Regions from separate parts of the Mus musculus genome. Here region 1 is linked to region 2. A link is a contact called in public HiChIP or PLAC-seq data. All regions are on one chromosome and are shown on one strand. The core of a region is the stretch at or near the end of the contact, and the rest is flanking DNA. Distances in the headings are between cores, read along the strand shown.

Region 1 (5,458 bases), core at 827-3,326, 640 kb after region 2:
TTACTGGGTGGCAGTAAGTCACTGGTTCACTTCAGAAAAATGCCCTGGAGCGCCATTTTGTAAAACTTTAAAGAAAAACAGAAAAATCCTCTAAGGCAGTGGTTCTCAACTTTTCCAATGTTGTGATCTTTTAATAATCTACTCATGTTATGGTGACCTGCTGCAGGAAATATTAAAAAGAATGGCAAATTCCCATGCTACACCCAGCCACTCTCAGGTCTCACCTTCCAGTTCTTATCTTGTGGAGACTCTCTAACTCAGAGCTCCAAAATCTCTCCACAGCTCCACCCAGTTCCTGCTGGTGGGTCACTACCATACCAGCCCTATGCTTCAAAACCTCCATGGCCTTTGTGATGCACATCTGGCAAACCTACTCTTTGCCACTGTACCTTTCGCTCTTAAACTCAGACGAGCCACCACATGGGGGAAAAAAAAAACCAAAACAAAACACAAACTTAATTCAGAAACAACGGTAACTCAATCGTTGGGAGCAACAACTAAAATCCTAACCTTATAAGCCTTATTAAATCTAAATCCTCTAGTGGTGAATCCTGTCTGATCCTCCATATAAACCGGGAGACACTAGTAGCTACATCTTGTCCTCTGGCTCCTCCTGCAAAAGGCCTAACTCTCCCCTGCTTCCAGTCTTCCTCTGTTTAACCAGGAAGTCCTGCCTACTCGCCCAGTGATTGGCTCCATTATTCATTAGGGGATGGTTCACAAGAAGTCACATGAGTATGTGACTCATTCCTCTTTCACAACCCCTCCCAGGAGAGTGAATTAGCATCAAAATACAAACAACCCCAGGGCTACCCACAACAGTGACCATTTACCATAAAATTTTATTGCTGCTGCATAATTGTGATTTTGCTGCTGTTATTAATATAGATATCTGATATGTGACTTCTGTGAAAGGGTCATTTGGTCTCTGAGAGTTTGTAACCTACAGGTTGAGAACCAGACTCCAGAGTTTTAGAGAAATCTGTTCATGGAGAAGTATCTCACAGCATGCTCACTAGTATAAAATTTCCAGAGTGATTGTTAGAACAAACTGGCAGTTGTTTTTATAACAATTTATAACCCAGAGAACTCTGGTTATCCATGGTAGGAGCCTGGTACCAGCAAGCTACCCATTTTTCAGAAGTCTGCCAAGAAAGTGTACTCATATTAGGAAAGACCTTTTACCTCCTGTATTGCCTTTTTAATTCCCCCTACAATCAAAATTTAATATCATATCTGCTGATAAAAGTAAAAATTGAAAGGGCCCAGATATGCTTGTACAAGTCAGCCAAGAGCTGACAGGCAAGAAATCTGTGATTGGCATGGAACAGAAGTTGGCATGGTCTTGAGTTGGGAAAGAGCTTAGCACCTTGGAAGAGTGAAAGAAATCCAGACAAAAGGTAAGAATAGAGGAGAGCTGACAGGAAGGTGAGGCCTTAGAACACATGTAGAGATTACATTGAGAACACATGCCTCCCTCTTAACCACAGGATGGCCCCCAAAATGTGTGTGTAAGCCATAACTTAGCCATGATGTTAATTGTCTATGGAACCTTAATTTCAACACAATGAAATTGACCCTTTATATCATCCTAGTGGACCAAGGGTAGGGGGATTCAATTTATACGAACCTGAGTCCATATGCTATCTCTGCTCTTTCACTGTATGATAACCAGAAAGCAAACTAAAATCTCTAGTCCTTAAGTTGTTCATTTATTGAATGAGGGTCATGATAACTATTCATCGAGTTGTTGTGGGGGCTAAATTAATGGATCTATGTAAGGTGTTAGTGATTTCCCAATATGTAGTGATATTATATAAGAATGAGTAAATGGTATTTAACTCCTGGTTGATCTTAGACATAATCCATTGGAATATATCTTTTCTTGTTGTATGCCATGAGTGGAAACTTCTGCTGTTGAAAGAGTTAGCTGAAGAGATAGAGTCTGTGGAAGTTAAGACCTTTTCTCTGCCTGGAGGCAGCAGTGCTTCTTTAGACCCACAATCAGTTCTGCTTGTACCCACAAGCACATCTAAAGATTTCATCACGAACCTCCATGCCATGGGTTTAGCAATAAAAAGAAGTGACTCAGTACTTGCTATAACTTGAATGAATCTCAAGGGAATGTTGAGTAAGAGAGAAAAAAAAAAGACTAAAAACTATATATGAGTTCATTTACTGTTCTTAAAGTGATGAAATGCCAGAGGAAGGGGAAACATTTTCATGGTCATCAAACTTAGGGATACAGGAGGGCGTGAAGAGGGAAGCATGTGAGTGTGGTAACAATACAACAACAGCAAGTGCTGTGGCTTTCCTGTTATTATTATTGTTTCACTGTGGTAACAGACACACGACTACTTGATCAAATTTCATAGAACCAAATATGCACGCAAACTGACATCACATAAAGTTGACAAAAATCTTCTAAATGTCTCTGGATTGTCCTAGTCAGTTTCCTTGTTAAACTATAATAATGTAGTTTTCCAAGATCCTTCTTTGTCTGGCAATGAATGTAGTGAAATTTTTCTACGATTTCTTCCAAACACAAGTGAATCTACAGCTATTAAAAAAAAAAAAAAACCAAAAACCAAAAAACAAAACAAAACAAAAAACGACAAAATGTTAACACTCTCCTGGTATAAAGCATCATTTAGAATAGGTTTTGACAGGTAAAGATAGAAGTGAAGCATTAAGAGGAACTTGCTTGTTGGAGAGATTGAAGTCAGCAAAACGACACAGAGAAGTGAAGGATATATTTAAGGTAAACCTGTGACTGAGTTTAGCAGAAGCCTAGAAAGCAAATAGGTAAGTATTATGAAGTAAAACTAGGCAAGAATGTAGGTTAGATCAGCAGTCAATGATGGCTTCAGAGAACAGAAGATAAAACACACTACTGAAATTGGTGATCTGAGATGAGATTGGGCCTGCTGTCCTACCAGGACATCATTTTTATGGTCCTCTCAGTTCAGTTGACCACTAGACAGAAAATATCCCTAACTATCTAGATGACAAGGAGATATAGTGCCACTTGACAGAGTACAGAGTTGTGTAGTATTCTGAGAAGCTAACAGATTGTTAAATATAAGCTATAAGTTGAGATGAGAGAGGGTGGTCTCCATAGCAATAGCTGTAAGGGTCAGATGTAAAGGGCAGAAAAGAGAGATATGTCTATTGATTGACGAAGAGGAAAAGTTCACAAGGAAACATTTTAATGGCTGAGATAGAGATAATAATAAATCAGGGTTACACCAGATGCCTTCATCAGCAGTTTAAAACCCAATAAAACCTAAAATCATATAAATGGTTGTTCAGAGAGTAACTTTTGAAAAATATAAACCTTTGACTTAGAAAAGTTATTTTCCTTAAAAATTGCCTTCCTTCCAAGCTCCTTAAAGATATGGCTGGCAATGTAGCCCAAAGACAAAGGAAAAGCTGTAGGTCTATAGGTTATTTCTACATCTGTAGTTAGCTCTTAGTTCCACTATTCTCATCATAGTAGCCTTACAAAAGATGTAAGATAATGAACATGATCAGATGATGCCTTTTCTAGCAATGGACTTTATACATGAGAACCTGCTCAGAATATAACAGTCACCTTTAATTAACATTTGAATAAAAGAATAGTTCCTTGTTAAAATAGATACTTGAGTGAAATATTCATTAGATTCTTTGATTGCACCTATGTTTTATCTGTTTACTCCCCATAAATGTCATTAAGAGTCAATGCAAGGTGTTTATAACCACTGGTTAGTCTTTTTCTCTTTTACTTTATTTTATTCTTTCCTTACTTAGTGGTATGGGCCAATATAGAAACTTCATGATTGTTATTCAGTGCAGAGTTTATATGAACTTCTAAATATAAAAAATCTGCAGACAGCATCTTCATTTCCATTATCTCTCCCATGCCATCTTTTCTCGTAGTCCCTGAAGACCATGTTGCACCTCCTTTGGCTCTGCTGAGCTGAGTTAGTCATCTCTGGTTAAATTTCAACTATTTAAGGCTTGACATCAGCACTCTTTTAAATTTGCTGAACACCAAAAGTCTCTTAACTTATAAATAACCCTTTCCTTTAGCAATAAGTAGAACCACAGTTTTTTTTGTTTGTTTGTTTTGTTTTATTTATTTATTTTTTTTAGATCTTTCCAAAGTAAATGCTAACTTGTGATAAAAAAGCACAAAACAAGATACAGGGTACAAATATCATGTATATATTGCAAAAGCCCTAACTATAGATTCTCACTGGGTACATATACAAGTATGCAGACAAAATACATACACACACATATATATGTGTTATATATGTATATGTATATATATAATATATATTATATATACATTGTATATACTTTTTTTTACAATGATAACTGGATTTCAGTTCCTAGCATCCACATGTTACCTCACAAGCATCAATACTGCCAGTTCTAGGAGATCCAATGTACTCTTCAGGCATCCACAAGCAGCAGATGATACTCTCAATAGGCATGGCCACCATAAATTTGTGTGTTTGAATGCTTGCCCATAGGGAATGACACTTTTATGAATTATGGCCTTGTTGGAGTAGGTGTGGCCTTTTTGGAAGAAGTTTGTCACTGTGGGAGATGGGTTTTGAGGTCTTTGGGCTCAACTACACCTAGTATAGTATACAGTATAACACAGTCTCCTTCTGCTGCCTGTGGACCAAGCTGTAGAACTCTTGTGTCCTCCAGCACCAAGTCTACCTGCATACTTCCTACCAGGATAACAATGGACTAAACCTCTAAGACTGCAGGCCAACCCAAGTTAAATGTTTTTCCTTTAGAAGTTGCCATGGTCATGGTGTCTCTTCACAGCAATGAAAACACCTAACTAAGACACCAGGTATTTGCACAGTGCATGCATATATACATACAGTACATGTATATGTATATGTGTATATATAATATATATAATTGCACACATATATATGAAGGCAAAACACTCAGACATATTTTTCTTTTTCCCTTCTTCTTTCCTTCTTTCCTTCTTTCCTTCTTTCCTTCTTTCCTTCCTTCTTTCCTTCCTTCCTTCCTTCCTTCCTTCCTTCCTTCCTTCCTTCCTTCCTTCTTTCCTTTCTTCTTTTCTTCCTCTCTTTTGTTTTGTTTGTTTGGTTTTGTTTGGTTTGGTTTGGTTTGATTTACACAGAGTTTTTCCGTGTAGCCCTGTTGTCCTAGAACTCACTCTTTTAGACCCAACTCGGTCAAACTCTGCCTGCCTCCGTCTGCTGAGTGCTGGAATTAAAGGCATATGCTATTACTGCCTGGCTCTTTTTCATTATTTCTTTTATTTTTTGAGATTATAATATAGTCAAATCCTTTTTCCCTTCCCTTTCCTCCTTCCAAAGTCTCTCATATTGCTGTCTTCCAAATTTACAGCCTTCGTTTTAACTGTTGTGTGTATGTGCATGCACATTTCTAAACACAGACACAACCTGCTCAGTCT
Region 2 (6,168 bases), core at 3,225-5,724:
AACCAAACATCATCAGTAAGTATTATGTTAGAGTTAGGTTTGTTTACCCACATATCTACTAGATTAAGATCATTATTCTAGCATGCTCTGACCATCTGTCTCTGCATATTAAGATTGAGACTCATGGGACTAGATTTCACTGTAGCAGAAGGCATCATGCAAACCTGAAAAGGATGGTGGCAACCAATATTCCTACCTATCTGTGACACCCATGAGCCACATCTATGACCAGCCTGGGGCAATAACTCTAAAGGTGCAGTAGTAGCACACATACCTTAGTGATAACCAACAGCTCTCTCTTGAATTTAAGACCCACTCAACAAGAGGGAAACCATGGTTGATATTGGAATTTTCAGTGCTAATGAAGTCATGATTGTTAGAGGAGAATCTACAACTACTTCTTTACCAAACCAGCATAATCTCTAACAACAATCTATAAAACATTTGTCCTTATTGTGTATAAACATACATAGATAAATGCCATCTTTACTCCTGGTCAAGGAAGTGTCTATTTGCAACAGATCAAGACTACTTCAGAAAAACCACAGCCAATCAAAATACAATTGTAGACTCCAATCCCAATAAATATATCTATAAAATACCTTCACATCTAAGACTCAGAGAACATTGCAGAGGAGGGGCTGGGAGTACTGTAAGATCCAGAGAATCAGGGAGTTTTCTGTGAGATTGTGTCTCCTAGGGATGTCAAAAAATATACCCACAATGTCTTACCAATATGACCAAAACATGAACTGAACAACAGACATGCCAAAGCAGATGGGGGAAGATCCCACGAATCTTCAACCCTATACAAAGAACTATAGGTGACTGAAGAAATCTTGGAGTGGGAGAAGTGATTGTCCCCAGAGAAAAGCACATCAATTGAATATCTAATGTCAAAGAGTCAGCCCTGAAAACACACATACAAGTAACATTATACAGACTGAACAGGCTATATTTAGAAATGTACGTGTGTGTATGTATATGCATATATGTATAAATACATATATACATGCAATAATGATTAATGAAAAATGAGGTCATGAATTTGAAGGAGAGTGAAGAGGGGCATATGGGAGGGTTTGGCGGGGGTGGGAAATGGAAGGGAGAAATTTTGTAGCCATATTATAATCTCAAAAGAAAAGAAAAGAAAAGAAGAGAAGAGAAGAGAAGAGAAGAGAAAAGAAAAGGAAAGGAAAGAAAAGAAAAGAAAAGAAAAGAAAAGAAAAGAAAAGAAAAGAAAAGAAAAGAAAAGAAAAGAAAAGAAGAGAAAAGAAAAGAAAAGAAAAAAGACTGAGATCCGTGGATTGGGTACTTATGTGCTAACTCTTTCCAATTGGACTAGTGGGTCTAAGTTCTGGCAGCATGTTATGATCACTTGGGATATTAAAAACAATACCTTGGAGGACTAATTTAATTAGATTTCAGTGATGCCTGAGCATTGTTGAAATGCTCTAGGTGACTGTGATATGTTGAGGATCACTGAATAGAACAATGAGCTTCTATAGCACAACAATGAGTTTCTCAAGTGTTTATACTGAAAGGCCCTTCAGATACTGAGTCTTGGGGGGAAACATGCCAAATAGGGATTGCATTATCAAAGTGAAGCAGCATGTACTGAATCCTGGGGAAGCGGGGTGTGGGGGGCACAATTCCATGTAATAAAGATGCAAAACTGCTTCTGTAGCTCTCAGAGGATGGCAACATGGTCAGCATGACTCTCTGCTGTCCATGATTGGTTTGGTGTCTCTCAAATAGATCAGGTCTTGACTTCCACTGGCATGGAGTGAACATGTGAGCTCACAGCTGTCTTCCAGGACTTCTCCCATTGTACTTTCTAATACACTACAAGAGTTCAGCTAAGAGTCCAACTGTGTAAGTTGCTGAGTCACGGAAGTTAGTGTAAAATTCTTGGAAGCAGATCCTGGGAGCAAGGTTGACTCTCAGGCTTCATCTCCGTGTGAGTCCAGAGAGAAGAGCTATGGTAAGCTTTGGCAGAGAGTTACAAATGCCCATGGATCACATCATTAATATAACCATGGAAAGATGAGCTTGGAAACTAGTGGGATTTGAGGTTGATTCTCAAATGTACAACTTGCTAGCAGAATTATTGTCCTTATTCTTTATAGTCACTGAGATGTGAGTTACACAGTACTTGACTTGTGGTTAGTTTTTGGCAAATAACTACTACCAGGACTGAGGAGAGCTACACACTATTTCTAGTGCTTTAGTAGGTCTAGATACAGCTGGGAATTGACTTTCAAGGAAAAACAGCAAAACTTTACTTGATCTTAGTCTTCATAATTAAAATTAAAATTAAAAATATTTCATAATTAAAATATGAACCCTTGGCAAGGTGAAACTCCTCATAGCTAACCAAAATGGAAGCATTTTTTTCTATTTGTCTACTCAGAATTTCTATATTAAGTATCTAGAATCCAACAGAACTTTTTACACCTCTGCACTTTGGGTATTTTAGACTAGGTAATCCATGTTCCCAGTGCCTTATTGTGCATTTGAAATATTTAACATCATTCCTACCCTCTGCCTACTAGATGCTAGGAGCACTCTTTGCATGATGGCCATGTCTCTCCACATTCCTAGAATTTACATCTTGGGCAACAGAATCACATTTGATGACAATAGCTTCTGAATGTAAATGTATCACAGAATTATAAAACTATTCTGATTACTTTTAACTTGAGTAATTGAAAAAATATTTTTTGTGTAAAGTACATGCATGCTATTTGTGTGTGTGTGTGTGTGTGTGTGTGTGTGTTGTAGGTATGAACATTTTATGGTATATGTGTATGGAAATCAGAGGACATGCTTCATTATTGGGTCTCACCTTCTTCCTTGTTTGAGACACATTTCTTTGTTCTTCATAATTGCCTATACCAAAAGAGATGATCCATGAGCTCTGGAGTATTGGAGATACATGCTGTTGCACCATGGGTTCTGGAAGTCTGAATTGAGTTCTCACACTTGCATGGCAAGTGTTTTGTCAACTGAGTCATCTCTTCAGTCTTCCCCCATCCCCTGACTTTGGATATAAGCAGAACATTTACTTAAGCATTGTGTAAAAGTATTCTAGAAGAGATTAGGTTCCTACTGTATGCCATACTCCTAGCATGTGCTTTGTTATTTCATACACACACTTCTGTGTATAAAATGTTGTGTGTTAGTGTTGTGATCCTCACTTATAGCTAACGGGATGCTTCTGAGAGGTCAGATAATTTCTTGACAAAACACAGATGCAGTAAATGGTAAAGCTGGAACATGAAACCACAATTTTCTCACTTCAAAGTTCTTCTCCCCATATGGTATGCTGTAGGATTTTTCATTCTTGGCATTAAGTTCAAAGAGTTATAAGCATCTATGAGCTGCTAGATAGCTGTAGAGACCAAGGCTAGAGACTAAGTGCTGTGGACACAATCTGAAAACACCTTATTTTTAACCTTTTACTCCATGTATGTAAGATAAATGGGAAAACATCATAATTATGAGAAACATATGCAATGCCTTCAGGATGTGCTAGATTTTTTTTTTCACAGAAATGAGAAACTGAAGATGTCCCAGACTGAAAAAAACCCGTCTGACTGATGGAGAAAATAAGACTCATAAGAACCCCAAATGAAACATTGTAACATATACTGAAAACACTATGTAGTGTTGTTTAAATAAAGGGGATGCAACATTCTAAGCTAGCTTGGGAAATAGGTTATTTACAGGAGCTCACTTCTAAATTTCCTTAAGAGGTCAGGAGGCTGGAGATATATATATGATTAGCCTATATATTGGTGGACAACAGTCCAGGGACAGCTCTCAAGAATAAAATCACTGCCTGCCATTTGGTCCTTCCTATTCAAGTCAGGAGCTCTGCTCACTTCTATCTATAACCAGAGGTCAGATATTCTCATAGAAATGACATTCATACAAGCACAGAGCTGTCTTCTGGGACATGGCTTTGGCTTATTTAGAGTCATAGATTCTTAGAGCTTGAAGCTAGCCAGACTTGCCATCCCATTTTACCACAAGCAGAAAAAGATGCTGTCTAAAGAGGGACCGAACTTCCAATGATCCTGTGGTTGGTAAAGAGTGAGAGTGTGTTCTACTGCCTCTATGAAGTAAAAATCATGGTTTCTGTTGTTTTGTGCTTACTATGTACCCAAGAGTTGCAAAGCCTAATTAATATCCAAGGGTACCATTTTCAGGGCTTGGCTTGCTCCTGAGCCCCTAGACTGTATGACAGAAAATTATGATGATTTTTAGGTCACAGCAATAAAGTGGAAGCTTATGAGAAATCAAAATGAAGAGTCATTCTGAATAGTAAGTTATGTTCCAGCATCCAATGAATTAAAATTTCACATGTCAAAAAAAAAAAAAAAATCACATGTCACTACATTTCAATACACTAGGTGGCAGCAAATAGGTATTTAGGTACACCGTCAATAGATAGGCAGACTGGAAACAAAATGAAACTAAGTCTTTGGGTTTAATGAAAGGGGATTAATTTCTTGATGCTCTCAAACATGTACGCCAAAGCCAGAGCTTTCTCATAAGCTTTCTTTACCAAGGTTGCCCTTACAAACTATTAGTGGTGGACAACTACAGCTTGGAGAGCTTGGAGCTGTTCAGGTTGCTGCTTTCTGGGGAGGCGTGGCAATAGGCTATATATTTCAAGAATGGAGAGTAACAGTCAGGGAGAGGGAATGGGCAGGTTTAAGGGAGCATGTTGCAGGATATGCTCCAGAATCAAAGGGCTGAAAAAGAGATGTTAGCAGGCTGGTGGGGAATCCTGGCAACAGAGATATTTGTTAAATTAAGTAAAATTAGTATCTACACGTTCAGCCATAGGGACCCAAAAGATTATCTAGTGTCGCAGTTGGTTATGTCAGGTGATCCATTAAGGGATAGAAAGAAATTAAGAGGGATTTCTAATACTGCGTATCAGATTCATACAGAGTCACTAAGCCCATGTACATGAGTCACATGCTATGGGAGGAACTTCACACAAAGAGTGGAAGGGTCATGATTCAGAGTGCCTGTTCATAAATTAATCCCTCATCTCTTGGCATTGCAGAAGTTTTTCAGGCTCTTCTTGGCTGATTTAAAGGGTATATGGACTGAAAAGATGTAGCTCAGCTATAACTGTCTTGTAACAAAGAAGTGGCTTAAAAGATTCATATAAAGAAATTTCAAATCAAAGATGAGCTGATAATGTTGTCTTACTGATCAGAATGCAGCCGATGGCATGCTCTTCATAGCCTTAGAACAAGCTCTCAGTTGCTCCAAGCAAATCCAATGGACGGTAGCCTCCAAATCAGAAAAGGCTCTGAAGACTACTCAAACAGAGATTAACTTCTATTCTTATTATGGATGGACTTCTAATTTGATGTGTACTGCAACACCTTTAAAATAACATGTTGATAAACAAGATATAGACTCTGCCTTCAAATTCCTGTTTTATAAACCACTAAATGAGAATTATCTCTCCCTAAATAAGTAAACTTGTTTAAAGTATATCTCAAGAAGCATTCTGCTCTAATAAATATTAAACACCTTTCAGAATATCATTTGATTCAGCTATATATAAAATTTAAATATGTATATATACATATGCATATAGATTATAGTGATATGTGTTGAATTCAGGGCCTGAGTAGAAGCTAAGAAAGCTCTCTACCACTGAGGTATATCCAATCCTATGAATTTATTTTTGTGTATAGCCTATGATAAACAAAATAGAGTACTATGTATGTGTAAGGAATTTTTAAGCATGTGAACATGCAAACTGGCTATATGACTATGATACTAATGGGCTATAGGATCCAGATTTTTATGACTTGAGACAGCTTAACATATTTATAAATAAATAAGTAAAATGAAGCAAGAGACCTAGACTCTCGGTCTTCTGAATTAGTCCACTTTCCATTACCATTAAGAACTATCTGATGCTGAGGAACTTATAAAGAAAAGACATTTATTTATTTATTTTGCAGTTCTGAGACTCAAGATCAAGCGTTTTGGCTTCAGTTCATCTCTGGTGAGGGGCAATGGAAGGTTGGGAGTGTGGTGAGAAAGATCTCATGGTGACATAGGACGTCAGAGGGACTAAGTAGTTTGTGTCACATGTTTTTAAAGAATATCTTTCTTGTGAATGAATTG

What was found. HiChIP or PLAC-seq counts read pairs in DNA pulled down with a chosen protein or histone mark.
Region 1: an H3K27ac HiChIP or PLAC-seq map of the NIH/3T3 cell line shows a contact between it and region 2, with 6 times the contacts expected there. The contact joins two enhancer-like sites. A contact is called at or near these places in 7 of 39 promoter capture datasets (the C10 cell line, HPC-7-derived erythroid cells, frontonasal cranial neural crest and 3 more), 1 of 15 datasets of contacts at CTCF or cohesin (the NIH/3T3 cell line), 10 of 115 datasets of contacts at active chromatin or transcription factors (the NIH/3T3 cell line, astrocytes, cardiomyocytes and 7 more) and 1 of 9 other capture datasets (adipose tissue).

The regions. Positions count from the first base shown.
Region 1 is chr15:3,998,650-4,004,107 of GRCm38.p6, forward strand. The region is part of intron 2 of Gm2093 (predicted gene 2093); the gene reads left to right. Among named protein-coding and RNA genes, the nearest start is that of Gm2093, 5.3 kb to the left of the region's middle. Within about 2 kb of position 2,077, at least 11 of the 459 cell types and tissues checked have an H3K27ac peak or open chromatin away from gene starts, as enhancers often do. A contact at or near this core is called in the NIH/3T3 cell line, where this site is marked.
Region 2 is chr15:3,352,022-3,358,189 of GRCm38.p6, forward strand. All of the region lies in intron 3 of Ghr (growth hormone receptor), which reads right to left. The region is part of intron 4 of Gm41254 (a long non-coding RNA gene); the gene reads left to right. Among named protein-coding and RNA genes, the nearest start is that of Ccdc152, 52 kb to the left of the region's middle. Within about 2 kb of position 4,475, at least 27 of the 459 cell types and tissues checked have an H3K27ac peak or open chromatin away from gene starts, as enhancers often do. A contact at or near this core is called in the NIH/3T3 cell line, where this site is marked.